Regions from separate parts of the Sus scrofa genome. Here region 2 is linked to region 1. A link is a contact called in public Hi-C data. All regions are on one chromosome and are shown on one strand. The core of a region is the stretch at or near the end of the contact, and the rest is flanking DNA. Distances in the headings are between cores, read along the strand shown. Region 1 holds the start of TEX15 (testis-expressed protein 15). Region 2 holds the start of FAP (prolyl endopeptidase FAP).

The links. A called contact is a pair of places that touch in the nucleus more often than the background predicts.
Region 2: a Hi-C map of subcutaneous adipose tissue shows a contact between it and region 1, with 4 times the contacts expected there. The contact joins the promoter of FAP here to the promoter of TEX15 in region 1. A contact is called at or near these places in 2 of 47 Hi-C or Micro-C datasets (retroperitoneal adipose tissue and subcutaneous adipose tissue).

What each region holds. Positions count from the first base shown.
Region 1 is chr15:54,208,231-54,212,288 of Sscrofa11.1, reverse strand. It overlaps TEX15 (testis-expressed protein 15), which reads right to left and starts at 2,150. Exons shown (of 14, transcript XM_005671810.3): 1 at 1,972-2,150.
Region 2 is chr15:68,900,514-68,904,571 of Sscrofa11.1, reverse strand. It overlaps FAP (prolyl endopeptidase FAP), which reads left to right and starts at 2,156. Exons shown (of 26, transcript XM_005671884.3): 1 at 2,156-2,425; 2 at 2,746-2,830. The coding sequence starts at 2,420.

The DNA.
Region 1 (4,058 bases), core at 901-3,400:
TAAGTATCTGGGCAATAAGGTAGAGTTTTCTTTTGTTTTAATTAGAACCTTTAAGAAAGTAAGCAGAGTATTGAATATGTCTCTAAATACGATTTCACTCCTCCAGTCCCCTTGGGTCTCAGATGTTAAAATGTTCCCTCCTTTCCAATCAGCAGTATCTTCTGAATGAAAAGAAATTTTTTTTTTTCCGTCTGCACCCGCGACATTATGGAGGTTCCCAAGCTAGGGGTCCAACTGGAGCAGTAGCCACCGGCCTACCGCCACAGCCACGCCAGTTCTGAGCCCAAGACCTACACCACAGCTCAAGGCATCATCCTTAACCCACTGAGCGAGGCCAGGGATTGAACCTGCGTCTTTATGAACACTAGTCAGATTCGTTTCCCCTGAGCCACGATGGAAGCGCCCTGAAACCTTTTTAGAATACCTAATAAATAAAATTAGCCATTTTCTAAATGTAAACTCAATGACACTTTCTTAGAGCCTCTACTACTTCTGTTCCCTCTACACACACAATACACTGTCAAAACGGAATTGAAACCCTTAAATTAGCGAATTATCACTTTGCGTCTCTTGGATTTTATACCTTGAAATAGTTGGACCCCTATTTATCTGTCACCCCTCCCAAGGCAAATAATGCACTTAGGGTGTTGGGATGCTTCACACTGCACTTGGAAGCCATAGTTTTTAAAACTTCAGGGGAACTGTGATATCTTTTAAAGCTTTGCAGTTACCAATAAATAACCTCAGCCTTTACATTTTCTATAACATCATTATTAAATAGTTTTTTTTTCCACACGGCCACCACAGCGGCCAGGTACCCCAAACTGAGCATTCTAAATAAATGTAGTAAATTCAACCACAATATGCAAAGTATAGAAACTGCCTTATAAGATCTGAGTAGGCGTGGGCTTAGGAAGTGGCGCATATTAAACTACCTGACAGCCAGGACACTTTCTGCACCCACACCACCGTGGGACCCGAAAAGTTTCACGATGTGCGAAGAGTTGAATCTGGAAGCACCAAGGCGAAGCAGTCTCGCAAACCCTCCATTCAGCCCTTACAACTGCCAAAGCACCCGGGACACGCGGCGGCCGCATTCCCAGGCGCGTTAGGTCCGCCCGCCCGCCCGCCGGGGGATGCTAACCCCTCATCGGAGCCCGAACACCCCCTACGCCCCACTCCCGAGCCGCCCTGCCTACTCGAGCGCTCCCATGTCCACCCGCTCCTGCAGCGAGACAGCGGTCGGCCAGGGCCGGCGGGCATCATCCAAGCGCGGGTTCTGCTTGGTGGCGATGCGCCGCGCGGACGCCCCGGGGGGCGGAGGGCTTAGCGCCTCATGGCGCCGCGAAATCAGCCGTCACTCGGTCGGTGTGGCCAGGATCTGCGCTTCGAAGCGGCGGGTCACTAGTGAGCCCAAACCGCTGCCCCGGGTGGGCGGTACCCGTGGAAGCCACGCCCCTCATGAGCGGCCCAGGCCCCGCCCCCAGACAGCCGCCCCTCAGCAGCCCCCGCCCGGAAGGAACGCGAATGGAACACTGGACACCCGAGGCTCCCTACCGCGGAAGCGACGGTTCCGTGCGCTCCCTTCTGCTTTCGGGCGACTGGGAGCTGAGGATCCAGGGGATGAACCGGGGCGAGACGCCCAACCTGTGGTGCTTTCCCTCCCGGTGTCTCAGCGTCCTCAGCTGTTAACGGAGGCTCGCGGTTCCTCAGTGACTCTAGGAGCCGGGCCTGAGGTTGAGCGTGCGTGGGAACAAGCTCATCTGAGGAAAGCTAAAATTTAATTTTCGCCTAAATTCTCACTTTTTCAGAAGTAAAATTTCACTTTCCACGCCCCTCGGAGGCCTTATATTTGAGTCCAAATTAAGAATTCCTGAACTTTATGATAATTAACATTCCCCCTTTAAATTCAACCTGTAACCTCGCTAGCTTCTATATCGACTGGCCACACCCGCCACTTTCCCCACAAACCTTGAGTATTCTTTTTCGCTCGTCCAATATTCAGAACCTAAATTTTCTAGGCGAAACAGAACTTCTTCACCTGCACCTGCAGAAACTTCGGGAACGTCTGCCCAGGAAGGCGGCGCTGCTCAAGCACGTGCGCAAGCGGAGGCGGCTGTGCAGGAAGAAGTCGCAACTGCGCCTGCGCAGTGGGCGGAGCCAGAGGCCCTGCAGGGGGCAACCTGAGGGGCATTGGGGAAGGGTAAGGGGGGGAGTTTGGGGAGGGGGTTTTAAGCGGAAATGAATACCCGGGTTCAGCGTCGCAATATGAAAAGTGTATTCAGCGCATACTCCATTTGCTCATAGTAGGCCTCGAATGACTAAATAAATTGATCTGTTTCTCATTTTCTCCTTTATTGACCTGATTCCTCCAAAATTTTAAACTTAAGAATTAGGGTAGCCAGCAATTGTACTCCTAGGAATTTACACCCAAGAGACAAGTGTAAGAATTTCGTACCAACACTATTCATAGCAGCCATATTAGCCTTTATAGCTATACACTCATCATAGTACTGGAAATAATCCAAATATCCATCAACAGGAATTATAGTATATTCACCTACTGGTTTATTTAACAACAGTGAAAACAGAACTACACTTACACGCAGCAACAACGCAGATCAATTTCACAATGTGGAAGGAACAGAGTCAGGCAAAAAAGAATATATATTGAGAATTTCTATTTATATGCAGTTCGAAAACAAGTAAAACCAAAGATATTTAGGGATGCATGCTTACATAGTTAAAGAATACAGAAAAGCAAAATGTGATTTCTAAGAAAGAGTTACAGGATTACAGGTGATTTTTTACTTTCTTCATTATGCTTTTCTTTAACTTCAGAGTTTCATACAATGAACGTTTGTAATCAGTAGGGGGGAAATAGATGTTTATAATAGTAAATAGGAAGGACAAAGGTAGGAATTTCTCTTGTGGCACAGTGGGTTAGGGATCCAGCATTGCTGCAGCTGTGGCACACATTGCAATTGCAGCTCAGTTTCCATCCCTGGCCTGGAAACTTCCACATGCCAGAAGTGTGGAAAAAAAAAAAAAAAAAAAAAGAGGAAGGAGACAAAGGTAAAATGCCATACTGAAACTGAAAAAAATAATGATCTTGTGAAAAACGTAACTATATCAAATCTACAACTTTAGTTTCTGGTTCCTCTATTCCCATTTTTGTTTCCTTTTTGAAATCTGAAGAATTTCAAGTTCTGAAGAAAAAAATAATCTACCATTTTTATTACCTAAGAATTAATTTTTGTTTTATAGCTTATAATTTTCTTAGGTTTATATTCTATTATTCTTCTTGGGTTGGTTAGTTTATTTTCATTTTTTTTCATATTAAGAAAACCTTTTTAAGACTATGAATCTGCCTCTGAGGCCATACATTGGCCTCATCCTATGAGTTTTTATATCTAATGTTTTCATTATTATTTTCAAAATTAATTTGCATTTATATTTTTAATTTCTTACGTCAACAGTTATTTTGGAACAGGCTTTATAATTCCTAAGCAATTTAGAAGTTGTTTACTCTTATTTCCCAGTTTAATAACAGCACAGTCAGAAAATGTGATCTGTGCAATTTTGCTTTTGGGAATTCATTTTTTTGGTAGTCTAAAATGTGTTAATAAAGTTCCCATTGCTATTTTCTGTAGTGTATAAAGTTTAACATACACATATTATGTATGTCATTAAATCACATTATTCAGAACATTAAAATCTTTACTTTTTTTTTGGTCTTTTTAGGGAGGTTCCCAGACTAGGGGCCGAATCGGAGCTATAGCTGCCAGCCTACACCACAGCACAGCAACGCCAGATCCTTAACCCACTGAGGGATGCCAGGGATTGAACTTGCATCCTCATAGATACTAGTCAGATTAGTTTCCACTGAGCCATGATGGGAACTCCTGAAATCTTTACTTTTTTAAAATCAACTTAATGTTTTTGCCTTTTGATTTCTCCAAGAAATCAGAGAAATATGCACTCAGAGAAATGTGCTTCTATCAATTTCTCCTTGAATTTGTGGCCATTTTTCTTCATATGTGTAGAGCTATATTATT
Region 2 (4,058 bases), core at 907-3,406, about 15 Mb before region 1:
TTTCCTTAATGTTTATTAAGGGTTAGCATAGGCATTTTCATTTCTACTTGAAAAGGAGAAAAAGCCAGTAAGGATGTTATAATATAAAAAGAACCTAAGTTTTTGGTGGAAATACTTGTTTGGATGAAATTTAGAACTTTTACACATTATCTCAAAGGGATGAACATGTGTAGTTCTGTTATAAGCGATATATCCCCAACTCATGGAATCAGATAGACAAACTTTTAACAATTACATGTCTGTAGTCAGTCTCATTTTTCTTAAAACCATTCAAACCAGTAAGAATTTTCCAGAAGTTGCAGTTTGAATCACCCAATCATCCAAGGAAAAAAACAAACAAAACTGAATCAATGTGTTTTAACCACATAATTTTCCTTTTCACTAAGTTTCGATTTAAATTTGTCCCTTTAAAGCACCCTCATTTCTCCTTAGATCCTGTCAAATGAGTTTCTTGTGGACACCCTTTCACCCACACTTGACTGCAGTCCTAAGTGGTATTCAGACCAGTCACATGTCAGTGAGTTTTTAATTACTAAAGCCAATGTTAACCATTTTAATTACACCCTAACATTTATTACAGCCCATTTCTCTTCTGGTTGTAAAGTCGTGGAAATAACTGACTGAAAAGTACTTGTGGACTTTGGGGCTTTGGCAGGCTGAGACAGAACTTCTGAGAACATGCTGTGTGGATTTTCCAAAGAAGGTAATCCATCGAGAAAACCCACACGGGAGCCTTTCGTTTGGGACCTAGCTGGTGGCTTTATCTTGAATCTGAGGATTGCACAATTGCATGGAGATGCCTACAAGCCTATAGCATAAGTTAGATGTTTCTCTTAATGACTGCTTCAGTTTGTAAGAGCTGCCCCATCACCTGCAAGGGAGGGAGGGGCTCCTCTACAAGCCAGGGTGGCTACATCTCTTTGCCAGTAAGTGCTTAATGACTCATTTTCCTCAACAGAATTTTCATAAGGCTGGAATTCAGGGAGGGATGTCTGGAGAATGTCTGAGAGGAAGTTCACAAGCCACTGTCCTGCTCTTTGCTAGAGAAAGCCTCCCTTGGTAGTCAGACCAGTTGACTAAAGCAAACAGCAAAAGATGTCAAGATCATTTCCTCATTATTTTTCATGAAAAATCCGTGAAAGCTCACCATGAAGTTTGTTTTACTTAGGTTGAGATCATTGCAAATATTCAAAGAAAACCATCCTTGGAAAAACTGAAACACAGTAGGTTAATAATTATGTTTATGGGGAATCACAGAATCTATCCAAATGAATTGCACTGAACCAGCCAGAAAACTCCAAGAAATTGCTGTATGTGTATCTGTGTACTCTGGAGCGTGTGCGCACGTGCGCGCGCGCGCGTGTGTGTGTGTGTGTGTGTTGTGTGTGTGTGTGTGTGTGTGTGTGTGTTAATTCGGACAACCATTTTACTGACGTTAAGCTGAACAATTGCTTTGGATTTATGTAAATTTAGCCGAAATGAAATTGTTCATAAGATTTACCTCTATTTTCAAAAGCTTTTTATTTATTTTAAAGGCTTTATAATTACTCACTGTTCTCCTCTCTCAGAAGATATTCTGAGAGGGAAGCAAAAATATCACTTTTGCAAAGCCATTTTCATTCTTTCAAAGGTCTGCTGGTAAATTATTCTTACTGATCTTTCCATCTTTCTGGCCTGTGCATACACACCTAACCCATACTAAATTTCACCAGATGGCATTTTATTTCTTTAAAGTAAAGCAGCCGTGGGTTTAGACAGTTGAATTTTTAAACTTCTGTATTTACTGAAAGTGCATATGGTGCTATATGGACAAAGAAATTTTGCTGAAAGAAAAACATTTCTGTCTGCAGTACCTCATAATCTCCCAGAAGAAGAAAAAACTGCTGTAACGTGGTGTTCTTCTCACAAAATTTTACATGGCTTTAATTTTCTCCCTCTGCTAAAACTTAGATATTTGTGTATTGTACACACCTGGAAGTCTTACTGCTTTAAATTCTTCTCTTGGTGGTAAATAGAAAGGTTATACAAAACCCAAAGACTTGCCAATGTGATCCGTTCGTGATTGCTAGGAGAAAATGAAACATAAACCTAAACTTGTAAAAAAAAAATTTAAAAACCTCTGTATGTCAACGTAAGCAGATGTTGGTGTAGAATTTACAAGGATGAGGAGGCTATAAAACCTCCCTTGAGCCACTCACAGTTCATTTCAAGGCCAAGAACACCCCCAAAACTCTGTTTCTAATTTTACAGAAATCTTTTGAAATTTGGCACGGTATTCAAAAGTCCGGGGAAAGAAAAAAAACTTGCCCTAGCTTCGGCTTCCAACTACGAAGACAGACTTTCTTTCAACGGTTTTCACAGATCTGGTGACCCACACTCTGAAGTCAGAATTAGCTAACTTTCAAAAACATCTGGAAAAATGAAGGTTAGTATATGAAGCCTCGGATAGTGCTAAAGAATGGGGGCTGGCTGAATTGAGTGCGATCATTGTTTAGAAGGTGAGGATTTGTACATAAATATGTACTTCCTGGAGTGGGTTGGGATGGGGAAATTGTTCTAAATATATTGTAGAAACATTTGTCCTTGCAGAGCTGGAAGAATTCCAGCAATTATAGCCAGATCAGTGGAAGACAATGAAAAGCTTTATGGGGAGCGAGAAATAGGATTTAGGTGTAAACAAAGTCTTGCCATTTCTACTCTTTAGCAGAAACTACTTATATGCCTAATTTTTTAAATTTTATGTAGACATGGTTAAAAATTGTATTTGGAGTTGCCACCTCTGCCGTGCTTGCTTTATTGGTGATGTGCATTGTCTTACGTCCTTCAAGAGGTAAGAATTTTCTCTAATTTCCTCTATTTGCCTAGAATAGTTTGGAAAATGGACTAACACATGATCACAAGTGAGCGAACATTTCCTGTTTATTTTCCCAAGTAAGTCTGTTATTTTTAAGAAGACATATAAGCTCCCAGATATGTTGTTGAGCAACAAGAAATACTGAGGAATTTAAGGCATGGGCAGCAAGAGAACTCCAGTATTTTTTCAGCAGTAGAAAAACCTAAGCCCTGCTCTGTATCAACCCCACATCTCTCCAAAATATATGCTGAATTACAAGCTTTGACAGGCATTTAGAGACAATATTTTTAACTAACATTGCTTTCGTTATTGGATTGCCTCGTGGAAAGTAAAGATGAGTAAGAATGGAAAAGTTAAAACAGAACCTATGGAAATTTTTATTATGAGCCTTTCCAAAATTTAGGGAAGACAGTCAAAAATAGAGATCTCAGGAAGAGCTGTATAAAAAAAGTGAAATTGTTGTTTAAGATGCAGTAGCAAAGAAAATGAAATTAGAAGAGTAAATATTATTAAGCAAGTATAATGTTTAGTCATAAATTGTTCTTTCTAAAAAAAGCTTAGATTAACATTGAACTCACTTTGCTGATAGTTAGAATATTGGGGCTCTTCTGGATTTAAATTAAGACTGTCTATAATATTTCAGTGATACTAGGAGACAAAGTTTTTATGAAGCCATGAAAAGAAGCTCAAATTCTAAAAGGGGAAAAAATACAGTGATGAAAGTTCTTGTGCCTTGTACAGTAATAAGGGGTCTAGGGAAAGCAAAAGAGTTTGTACCAACAAATATTAAAAGCTTATGATAACCATAGTGGGAAATACCTTTGGCTAAAAGCTAACTGACAGTAAAGGGGAGATCAATGACAAACCTTCAGCTAAAGAAAGTATATGAGTCCTAAATGATCTGTTGCTTTAAAAATGAAACACGGAAAAATATTTTGAAAAATTCAAAATGCTCATGGGATTTTTCACAGAATTACAAAATGAAGCGATTAACCAAAAAGATGGTGGCAATGTTTTTGTATCTTCAGAGTTGACCTTCAGTCCTATTCCTCTCTGATAGCACAGGATTATTCTGTTGAGATAAGTTGCATGTGTCCGCATTTTTCCTATTTTTCAAGTTAAAATTGTTTTCAGATCAGGGTCTCACCTTGTTTGGAGGGCATCTTTTCCTCATACCAGCAATTGCCAGGTGGTAAGTCAGGTC